Regions from separate parts of the Mus musculus genome. Here all the other regions are linked to region 2. Evidence: chromatin contacts called from public HiChIP or PLAC-seq and promoter capture Hi-C data. All regions are on one chromosome and are shown on one strand. Each heading gives the region's core, a stretch centred on a gene start, on an enhancer-like site or on the middle of the called end of the contact. The rest is flanking DNA. Distances are from core to core; before and after follow the strand shown.

Evidence for each region. HiChIP or PLAC-seq counts read pairs in DNA pulled down with a chosen protein or histone mark. Capture Hi-C pulls out chosen DNA fragments and counts their contacts.
Region 1: a FOXA1 HiChIP or PLAC-seq map of pancreatic cancer cells shows a contact between it and region 2. The contact joins the promoter of Ret here to the promoter of Lrtm2 in region 2. A contact is called at or near these places in 4 of 39 promoter capture datasets (embryonic stem cells and liver), 1 of 115 datasets of contacts at active chromatin or transcription factors (pancreatic cancer cells) and 1 of 9 other capture datasets (embryonic stem cells).
Region 3: a contact with region 2 is called in a promoter capture Hi-C map of pancreatic islet. The contact joins the promoter of Slc25a18 here to the promoter of Lrtm2 in region 2. A contact is called at or near these places in 2 of 9 other capture datasets (liver and pancreatic islet).

Annotation. Positions count from the first base shown.
Region 1 is chr6:118,195,997-118,199,221 of GRCm38.p6, reverse strand. It overlaps Ret (ret proto-oncogene), which reads left to right and starts at 1,478. Exons shown (of 19, transcript NM_001080780.1): 1 at 1,478-2,161. The coding sequence starts at 2,089.
Region 2 is chr6:119,329,210-119,332,236 of GRCm38.p6, reverse strand. It overlaps Lrtm2 (leucine-rich repeats and transmembrane domains 2), which reads left to right and starts at 1,471. Exons shown (of 5, transcript NM_172492.3): 1 at 1,471-1,742. All of the region lies in intron 26 of Cacna2d4 (calcium channel, voltage-dependent, alpha 2/delta subunit 4), which reads right to left.
Region 3 is chr6:120,772,204-120,775,378 of GRCm38.p6, reverse strand. Slc25a18 (solute carrier family 25 (mitochondrial carrier), member 18) reads right to left here and starts at 1,611. Exons shown (of 10, transcript NM_001081048.2): 1 at 1,595-1,611.

The DNA.
Region 1 (3,225 bases), core at 229-2,728, 1.1 Mb after region 2:
GGTCCATGTATCTGAACATGGTTGCATGCATGCATGCATATGCATGTCTAGGGGCTCGAGTAAAAGTCCACTCAAGATCTTCAGAGGAGAGGGAAATGTCCCGACCATGCTATCTGGACACTCAAGGCTGTGAAGGCCTGAGGAAGAGACAAGAGTGTACTCTTGCCTGGGTCCTTAAAATGGGCAGAGTTCATCCCAGTGTCGGTGAAGAAGGTATGAGAGTGAGGCTGGTTGGAAGAGTGGACCAGACCTCTTTTCTCTTTGCATTCTATTGGAAAACAGCCACAGGAACCTGTTTGTAGGGGGGAAAAAAAGAAAGAGAGAAAGAGAGAAAGAGAGAAAGAGAGAGAGCGAGAGGAAGGGAGGAAGGAAGAAAGAGAGGGAGAGAGAGAAAGAGAGAACGGAAGGAAGGAAGGAAGAGAGAGAGAGAGAGAGAGAGAGAGAGAGAGAACCTTCCTGTTCAGGTCCCTTCCTTGGACACAGGCCCAAGTGATAACTCCAGGGATCCAGTGTATTAGCACCTTGTGACTAATTCCATCCCCATAAACCCAAGGCCAGTGATCTCAAGGTGCCTCTTCTAGGTTAGAAGGCTGGTGGTCTGGATACCCACGGATCAGCAGGCAGGCTCTGAATAAGATCTCAGCTGGCCTGGTCCCAAGTCAGCCTATGTCTTGGCAGCTTCTGCTCCTGCCTGTGAGGGTGACTTCACTTTGACTTCATATCTGCAGAGTGATGTACAGAGATTGCTTATTCAACCCTGAGCTCAGTCGGGCAGGAGGGTGGGGCTCTGCATACTGAAGGAGAGGAGCAGCTGAGCCCCTCCCCAGACTCAGGTTCCAGGACCTGTTTGTTCACTCCAAGGTCCTACAGGCGTCTGTTTTTCTTTCCTTCCATTACTAGTTGCAAGCCATGCTTCAAAAAGCAGCTGGGAGTAGGGAGAGATGGGTTTTCCTCACAGGCATCTAGAGCCTGCATCCGACCTTCTATTTCCTGCCTAGAGGCTCCCATATCAAGGGTAAATATATTTAGTCATAATTTGGGGAAGGGAGAGTTCGATTCTTCTGGCAAACTTCTCTTTTCATCCTTCCCAACACCCCTGTAGCCGCTGCCCTATCAGTCAGTTCACATCCTAAGAGCTCTTCTATTTGGTGGGATAAGCGCATACAATTCCCAGCACTGCACCAGACGACAACGGTAGCAGGTCTCTTTGAAAGGTGTGCAATTAGCCAGTGTCTTGGTCCTATTGGTTGTACCGGTCCTGGGAATCACAAACAAGCCCAACAGGACCCCCAACCGTCTTCACCACATGATATGTTGTACACTGGAAGCAGGCTCTCTGTCCCTCTTTCTCTTGATCAGGGCTCCTCCCCTCTTCCCGCCTCTAACCCCAGAAGAAGCTGCAGGCTCCAAACGCGCTTCTCACTCCCGCCCCCTTGATAAATGGCGGAGGATGCTCTTCGCGTCCAGAGACTGGAGGGACATCATTCTAGACTCTGGGTCTCTGCGAGTATAGGTGACCAGTCGGCCCAGACGCCGAATCTTCTGTGTTGCTCTTTCTGGGCGGCGGGAAAGGACTAACAGAAACAGCAAGCGAGACGCACGGGGTGAGAAAGTGGCTATGCCGGCAAATGATCATGGATCCAGGTTACCTTTAGTAGACCAGCACCCGCACCACAACCCACACGCACCCAGCTCCGACCCGCGCTCATCTAGAGAGGAAATAGAGGTTCCCCTAGCAGTCGGGTGCCGCCCCACCTTGCCCCACACAGTACCTGGAGCCCCGCCCCTCCACACACACCCGCACCCCTGGTCCCGCCCCTCTCGCTGCCACTCCCTCTGCGCCCTGCCCTGCCCCAGTCCGCTCCCCGGGCGCAGGCAGCGCAGGTCTCTCATCAGTACCGCAACCGGAGCCGTGCAAGCAACAGCAGAGAGCGGCTCCGAGTCCGCAGCTGGGAGTCGCGCCCGGACGCAACGCGCCCGCAGTGCCCGCTGCGCCCGGGCTGGCATGGGGAGGCCCGGCTGAGCGCCGCACCCCACCGCCGCCGAGACCCGCCTGCTCCTCAACCGCGGCCCTCGCGCGCACGGGCGATGGCGAAAGCGACGTCCGGCGCCGCAGGGCTGGGGCTGAAGCTGATTTTGCTCCTGCCGCTGCTAGGAGAAGGTGAGTCCTACGGGCGGCTGGGACGGTAGGGGCCGGGGTGAAGTTAGCGCTGCGCGCCGAGCCGGGAAGCTGACGCGCGCAGAAGCGCGCTTACATTGGCTGTCACCGGCCGGCTGCGCGGCTGGCGGGCCTCCGGGTCTGGGAACCGGGTCGCTGCGGCTAGCTGCTGCGCTTGGGCCACCGGCTGGGCGGGGCTCGGCTCGCCTTGGGTCCGTGCGAGTTGCGAGCCGGGCAGAGTAGACTGCTCCGCCAAAGCCGCAGCTGAACATCCCAAGCTGGTCGCTTTTCCAGCCGCGGCCGGCCGTGTGCCCGAGCGAAGCGGACAGATCTTGTCGCCTTTGGGGAGCAGCTGCGAGCGGACAGGGTAGGCAGCCCTGGGAAGCCCACGACTTGAGCCAGCGCTTGGAGACTGCAGCGCCCAGATTTTCTTTTCGCGTTTCAATTCTGCACTTGCTGTAGCTCCATTCGTCTGGCTGAAGGGCGCTGAGGCAATCTTTAGTAAAGGTTATTTTTCCTGTGTGTGTTTTTGCCGCCCTGATCTTTAAAAACCTAAAAGCCTGTGGTCTCTCCCCCCCCGCCCCCCCCCCGTCCCCGCGTGTCTTCGCCGAGAGCTCTGAGCTCTGCCCCACAGTTGGGAGTCCTGTGTCACATGCTATTCCGCTGGAGCACATGAAAATGTGTCTTTTGGAGGCATAATAGGGTCCAGGGCTGACATTTAGTTACCCAGAGCTTTGGGCCCTGCCACTCGGGAGTGTGGTGATGGGCTGCCAGCATCATGGACAGCACACATAGGCGCCCCTCATTAGGTGTGGCCTTTCAAAGGCTGGTCACTGCCCTCGCTCCTATACCCTGACCAAATGAACCACAAGGATACAGGATATTGACCCGGTTGGCTGCACATTTTACTGTCCTTCAATCTACCCTAACTTGGTTCCCTCTGGAAAATATTTGTACCAAGTTTCCCTCTGATAACAGAATTGAGCCCAGGCCACCCACTCCCATTACTTACAAAAGGTTTGCAACCTTTGGAAATAGGCAAGACTGTTCATCTTGCCTCTAGCTCA
Region 2 (3,027 bases), core at 222-2,721:
GGCAATTTCAGAGCTCAACCCACCTGCTTATTCTGTAAGTTGAGAACTCAGCACGGGGTAACTGCTCAGCTGCTAACTACTTGAGAAGCAAAAGCATAGATTTAACCAACAGGAGGGCATAGAGCTGTGGGTGATAGGGAAAGGTAAGGCAAGTTACCCCCAAACAGCTCACAATACAGGACAAAAAGCTACCACACGGACTCCTCTGTGATCAGAACTATAAAGTGGTACAGAGAAAAAAAATCCCTGTAGAGGGATGTTGGGTGTTGCTGTTAATTTTACTTATATGGTGTGTGTGTGTGTGTGTGTGTGTGTGTGTGTGTGTGTGTGTGTGTCCATCCCAAGGACAGCCTGTGGGAGTCTCTTATCTCCATGTGGGTTCTCGGGGTTGACCCCAGGCTATTAGGCTTGACAGCAAGTGCTGCTACCTGCTAGGAGAGCCATCTTGCCCCCACCCCCACCTTCCAGAGCTGAGTTTTTAAGGCAGGGATAGATCACTATGCACAGAGATCACCGTGCTCCTGAAGGGTCTGTTTTGCTGAGGCAGGAGCTGGGAGAGTGTTAGGGTAGTGGCTGGTTGCCTTGTTGAAAGGGCAGGCACAGGGAACTTCAGAGAGGATGGGGACTCTCTCAGCTCTGCTGGATTGCAGTCCTGAATCAAGGCGCGCCCAGCCCTGCATATAACATAGAGAAAGGACCCTGAGATACATATTCATGCTGTGTTACCTACAAGCTAGATCATCTGCTGAACAGGCAGGATGTAAAGGAATGAGGCCTGTTTCAGGCTGCAGGCTGGGAAGTCCAGCTTCTCTTCTGGCTTAGCCTCTGGCTCAGCCCCGCATTGGAAGGAACACTCTTTATGCCAGTGAATGGCAATGTGTTAGACTTGCTCTGTCTTGATTGGGAGAGAGGTCTTAGACCACCAAGGCCAGCTCCTTCAGTTCCCCGTGTGCACAGAGGCACATGGTCTCTGCTTGTTGTTCCTTCAGGTTGCAGCTGCGTGCTCTGACACCTCTCTCTCCCAAATAGTCCTGGCCAAGGGTGGTCACATCTACAGACTCAGCCCCTTGTCTAAAGGGCTTTCTGTTGCCTTGGCATCTCTGAGGACCCTCAGCGTTCCTCTTGTAAGAGGAACTCAGCCTTTAAGGAGCTGGTTTTTCCTTATCAGAACTGGGGTCTGACACAGGAGACAGACCTAGTGTTCCGGCAGGTCTAAGATCCAAGACAGTCAGCGGGGCTGTGTTTTGGGTCCTGTACCCCTTGGAAGGTCCTGCCTTCTAGACAGCCAGAGATGGCCGCTCCTGGGAGGTGAGAGGAGATAAGGGTACCTGTAGTACCTGTAGTCTGGGGCAGCGGAGATTCACCCACAAACGCTCTCCTGCTGCCACAGAGCTTCGGAGGCCGGTGCGCGCGCCCGCCATCGCAGATGCGCCCCAGCTGTCACTCCGCTGCGCGCTCTCCTCCCTCTGCTTGCTTGCTGTTGAGCACGCGCGCTCTGATCCTTCTACCTCTCCCCCTCTTCGGTCTGTCTTCCTCCCGCCCTCCCTCTTTCGCTTCAGTTTGTCGCTGACCCCGCAGCCCCCTCCCCGGCAGCGGCAGCTCAGCCTGCGGGTCCGCCTCCTTCACAGGCGCTGCCCAGTCTCCCGCTGCCCTGAACCAGACCGGACATCCCTGCGTTCTGCCTGCCAAGCTGCCCGTGTGTCCGGCTACCTGGTCTGAGCATCAGGTCCCGGTGCAAAAAGGTGAGTTGTGAGCGGCTTCTGGGAGAGAATGGGGTTGGCGCAAAGGGCTTGGGTATGGGAACTAGGGACCACCTGTCCCTGCACGATGATCAGGGCTTTCTTCCCAGGGCAGTTGCTGAGGTGGGGTGGGGGAACCACTTAGGACCAGATAACCTGGGCAACCCAAAGGTACAGAGCATTAGGAACTCTGACTCCTTAGTGCTGGGGACATAGCGGTGTATTCTGCTAAGGAGGGGGTATGGAGGAGGGGACAGGGAGGAGAGCAGTGCTGGTGCCACATGATGGCCCCGGGTAGCATGGAAATGTCCCTGCAGCGGGAGGAGCGGCAGCTATGGGAGGGGGAGACAGCTTGGGTGTTGGAAACAGGCTGGCATTCTGAGAGGCCTGAGTGAGGGTGGAGGGTGGAGGACCCACTGAGTGAGGAGGCGCAGGCTGGACCTTTATACCAGTTGCTCTTGCTGGCCTTGCTGGCCCCGAGGTAGCTGTCCTTGAACAAGGGTGCAAAGGAGCCCTTCCTAGTTGGAATAGTCTTTGCAGTCCTGATAGAGCCTCCTTGGTGGGGGTGTGGCTGGGAGTGAAGGAGGGGTGTCTGGTAGTTCTTCCTTACAAACCCAGGCCTTGATTTTTAGCACACTAGATGGCCAAACAAACCAGGAGCCCGAGATGCTTAGGTGGTCCACCACTGCATAATGCCCTTTGCAGCAGGTGGGTCAGATGCCTTCCAAGCCCCGGGTGCTTAGTGTAGGGGGCAGCGTACAGCGAGGTCACATTCACCTGCTGCCTGGCTCATATGGGCATGGATGGCCAACTCGGAGCAGGACACTGCTTCTCAGGAGCCCCAGGCCCATTTCATAACGCTGAATTCTGCCCAGGAATCTGCAGTTCAAATTCCTGTATGGCCGGCAGGTCTGGGACTGGGCTCTGATTGGTTGCTCTGCCTCCCACCCCCAGCTGTCTGCATTCCAGGGTGGTGGTGGGGATGTTGGCACCAGGCTGCCAGGGTTTGTTGGGCATTGCCTTGTGTGACTCAGATTGACAGGCCCACAGCTTAGATAACTACAGCAGGTGGGGGGAGGGGAAGGAGCCAGCATGTGGCGCTGGGCGGGGGAAGTCCAGCTGGTAGGGAAATCCAACATCAGCTTCCAAGCTGCCAAGAAGAGCCCAGCGCTCCCACCCCCACCTTCCCACTGCAGGAGGGCTCCGGCTCTGCCAGAAGAGGGAGACAGGAAAACCAGGCAGGACAGGCAAAGAGACGGGCTTCTTAAGCCACCCCCCCCCCCAGCTG
Region 3 (3,175 bases), core at 362-2,861, 1.4 Mb before region 2:
ATTTTGGACCTGCTTGGGCTTCATGAGTGTCTCAAATGAAAAACCCAAACCAAATCAAACAAGAAAAAAAAAAAAAAAAGCCGGGGTGACATCACCAGCTAGGAAGGACCCACAGGAGAGGAAGATCAGGGGAGCAGGCAGCTTCAGCTTTGGTTGGCTTTGGTTCGGTTACAGGCAGAGAGAAAGAAGGGTGATGGGTCTGGAAAAGTACAGCAAAGTTAAGAGATGCACCTGAACTCTCTTTAAGCAAATTTCCAGGCAGGATCAAAGGTCTACTTGCTTCCAGAGTGGCCCTGCAAGATCCCAAGTCAGCTAGGAAGGCAGTATTTCCAACCCCCCAGGCCCAATGACCAAGTCTTATGTTACCGGGATACCCTAATGACACAGGTACACAGTCAAGCTTTCCAACTTTCTGGCTGGCTTTCAATCTTGAGTGCATCATGAAAACCAATCTCTTTAAGGCAGGTTTTGTGTAGCCCAGGAAACCAGTAAGAGGCAGTCTGGCAGGAGCTTGTTAACTAAAATGTTGCAGCAGCTGAGGGACTATCATGTATTATTAGTAGGCTGTTAGATAGCAAAGGACTACAGTTTTGATATTAGGGCCACAGTTTGAAAACTTTGAGGTGCAGAGAAAATGGGAAACTGAACTGGACTGAGACCAATGAAAGGAAGACAGCAGGTGGCCTAAGTCAGGGTGGACAGTAAGGGAGTTCGTCAGCTTTGCTATTTCTTCCCAAGTATAGATGAGAGGACATCTGTTACCATTTAGTCAGCAACATAAGCTGCCTTCCATAGTTCTTCAGGAGACGTTAGTGGAGATAGATATATCCGCTAGGTATGAAGGTAAAATTCAGCTCAGATCAGAAAGGTGTAAAGCCCTAGATTTGATGCCAGGTCCTTCCACTATGGGGGTGCTCTTATGGTCTGTGATGCATCATCAAAGAGGGTGTCTCACATCAGGGGGCTGGGCACTTCATGGGCTGATCAGGCAGGAGGAGGAAGGCACAGAACCTACATTTAAACCAGGTTCTAGGTGATGTTTGTTCATAACGTAGGTTACTGTCTGACAGATACCAGGTCAGACTTAACCTGTGCACTGATGTCTGTCCAGGCCAAATGGTGTGAACACACCAAGAACCACCCTGCTGCAATGAGTAACAAACCAGACTTCACCCTCTTCACCTCTGGCTAAGCACCATCCCTTCCAGCACTTTGGTTGCTGTAGGCTGGTTTCCTTCAATGTGTCCCCCTTTACTAACTGAGGAAAGGACAGTAGTCTTTCCTCTGTATTCTGAAGGAGCAGGCAAAGTGCCAGGCAGATGCTGCTCATCAGTCTGCTGGGCCTCAAGTGGATGCAGCAAACTGCGGGAGTGGGGATTCTGTGCTGAGTATGCACAGACATTTTCTCTCGTCAGTGCTCAACAGTACAGCGTGACAGCTCTATACATGGGGTTTTTAAAAGAGACAACAATATACAGGGCCATGTGCATAGATGGTATGCAAATACCAAGTTACATGGGGACTTAAGCACTGGGACTTAGCACTGGGAATTCTGGAACCGATCCCTAAGGACAGCAAGGGCAACTGTACTTACGGACAAGGCGTTTAGGGGTCACTCCACATCTGTGTTTGGTATACTCCAGGCCCGGCTGTGCTGGATCTTGTCTTTGCCTTCCTTCCTATAAAGACTTAACTCTTCCCTAGAGTTAAAACTCGTGATACAATCTGAGGAGCTGGCTTCACTGCTTCAAAACCTCTGCTCAGCCAGACCAGGGTGAATGGTCCTATGTGGTCAGAAATGAGCCCACAGGATGAGCAAGTTGTGGTTTTCCACTCCTCAAATGGTCTCAAGGCACCTGCATTAAAATTCGTGTCATGGAGGCACGGGGGCAGGGACTCCAGGATACAATAGCTCAATCTGGGCATTTCCCAGCTGCCTTCTTGGCTGCTACAGCACTTCACTGTGCACTGAAAGCTTTTGCTAAAACTGCCTCAGGAAACTAGAGGAGTGAGCCTTGTAAGCACAAAGGAGACAGAAACAAATGCACAAACACTGTCCTTTCAAAAGCTCAAGGAACTGAATCCAGGGCAACAGATCAACAAGGCCAAGCTACCAGAGCGAAGTGGGGGGTGAGGACAGGGAAGTCTGCCCTGACAGGCAGCAGCATCGGTGCTCAGAGCTTTGCCACTCCTGGCCGAGCTGGAAGGATTTACAGCCACCCAGGAGAAAAGAGCCACAGCCAAAGACACCATGTACATAATAGCCACAGATCATAAGCCATTCCCCTTCCAGAAGACTCCAGCTAGGTATTTCTCCGTTATTAATATTTTCAGGGAGAGATCAGAACAATACTGCACAAACAAGTTTTAAAATCAAGCTCACTAGTAGTAGAAGATAGTATTTTTTGTTGTATACAGGATTTAGCATTGTTTCGTCAAAATGATTTGTGTAGAATAGACACTTTCTTTTGAGATAGGATCTTGTGTATCCTAAGCTGTAAGCTATGTATACAAGAGGACTTGATTTTGAGCTTCCTGCCTCTCTGACACACACCCAGCTTCATCTGGAGTTGGAAGTTGGAACTTGAGGCCTCACACACAGTATAGACACTCTTTTTTGTTTGTTTTTTGAGACATGGTTTCTCTGTATAGCCCTGGCTGTCCTGGAACTCACTCTGTAGACCAGGCTGGCCTCGAACTCAGAAATCCACCTGCCTCTGCTTCCCGAGTGCTGGGATCAAAGGTGTGCGCCACCACACCGGCCGCAGACACTCTTATCAATTGATCTACATCAAGTTCTAAGAATTAAGTTCTATTTTGTTTACAGTAGATCTATTTTTAATTGACATACAGGATTGTACATGTAAATGACTGCCTGTATCTTATATGCACAATGGAAGTCAGAACTGAGCACTGGATCTCTTGGAACTGGAATTGCAAGCAGTTGTGAGTTGCTCTGTGGGTACTGGGAGAAGCAAGTACTTTTAACACTGAGCCATTCCTCCAGGCCCACAGCTAAATTCTTAGTAATCTGGCTTTCCCTGTTGAGGAATTATGTAATATGGGGGTTTTGGGTGGAGAATAAGTTAGGCTCCCAAGTTTCTATTTTCTAAGGGACAGTAGGGTGCACAAGGAAGCAGCTGTCTGGATGCCTAAGGCATGATGCAACTGGGCT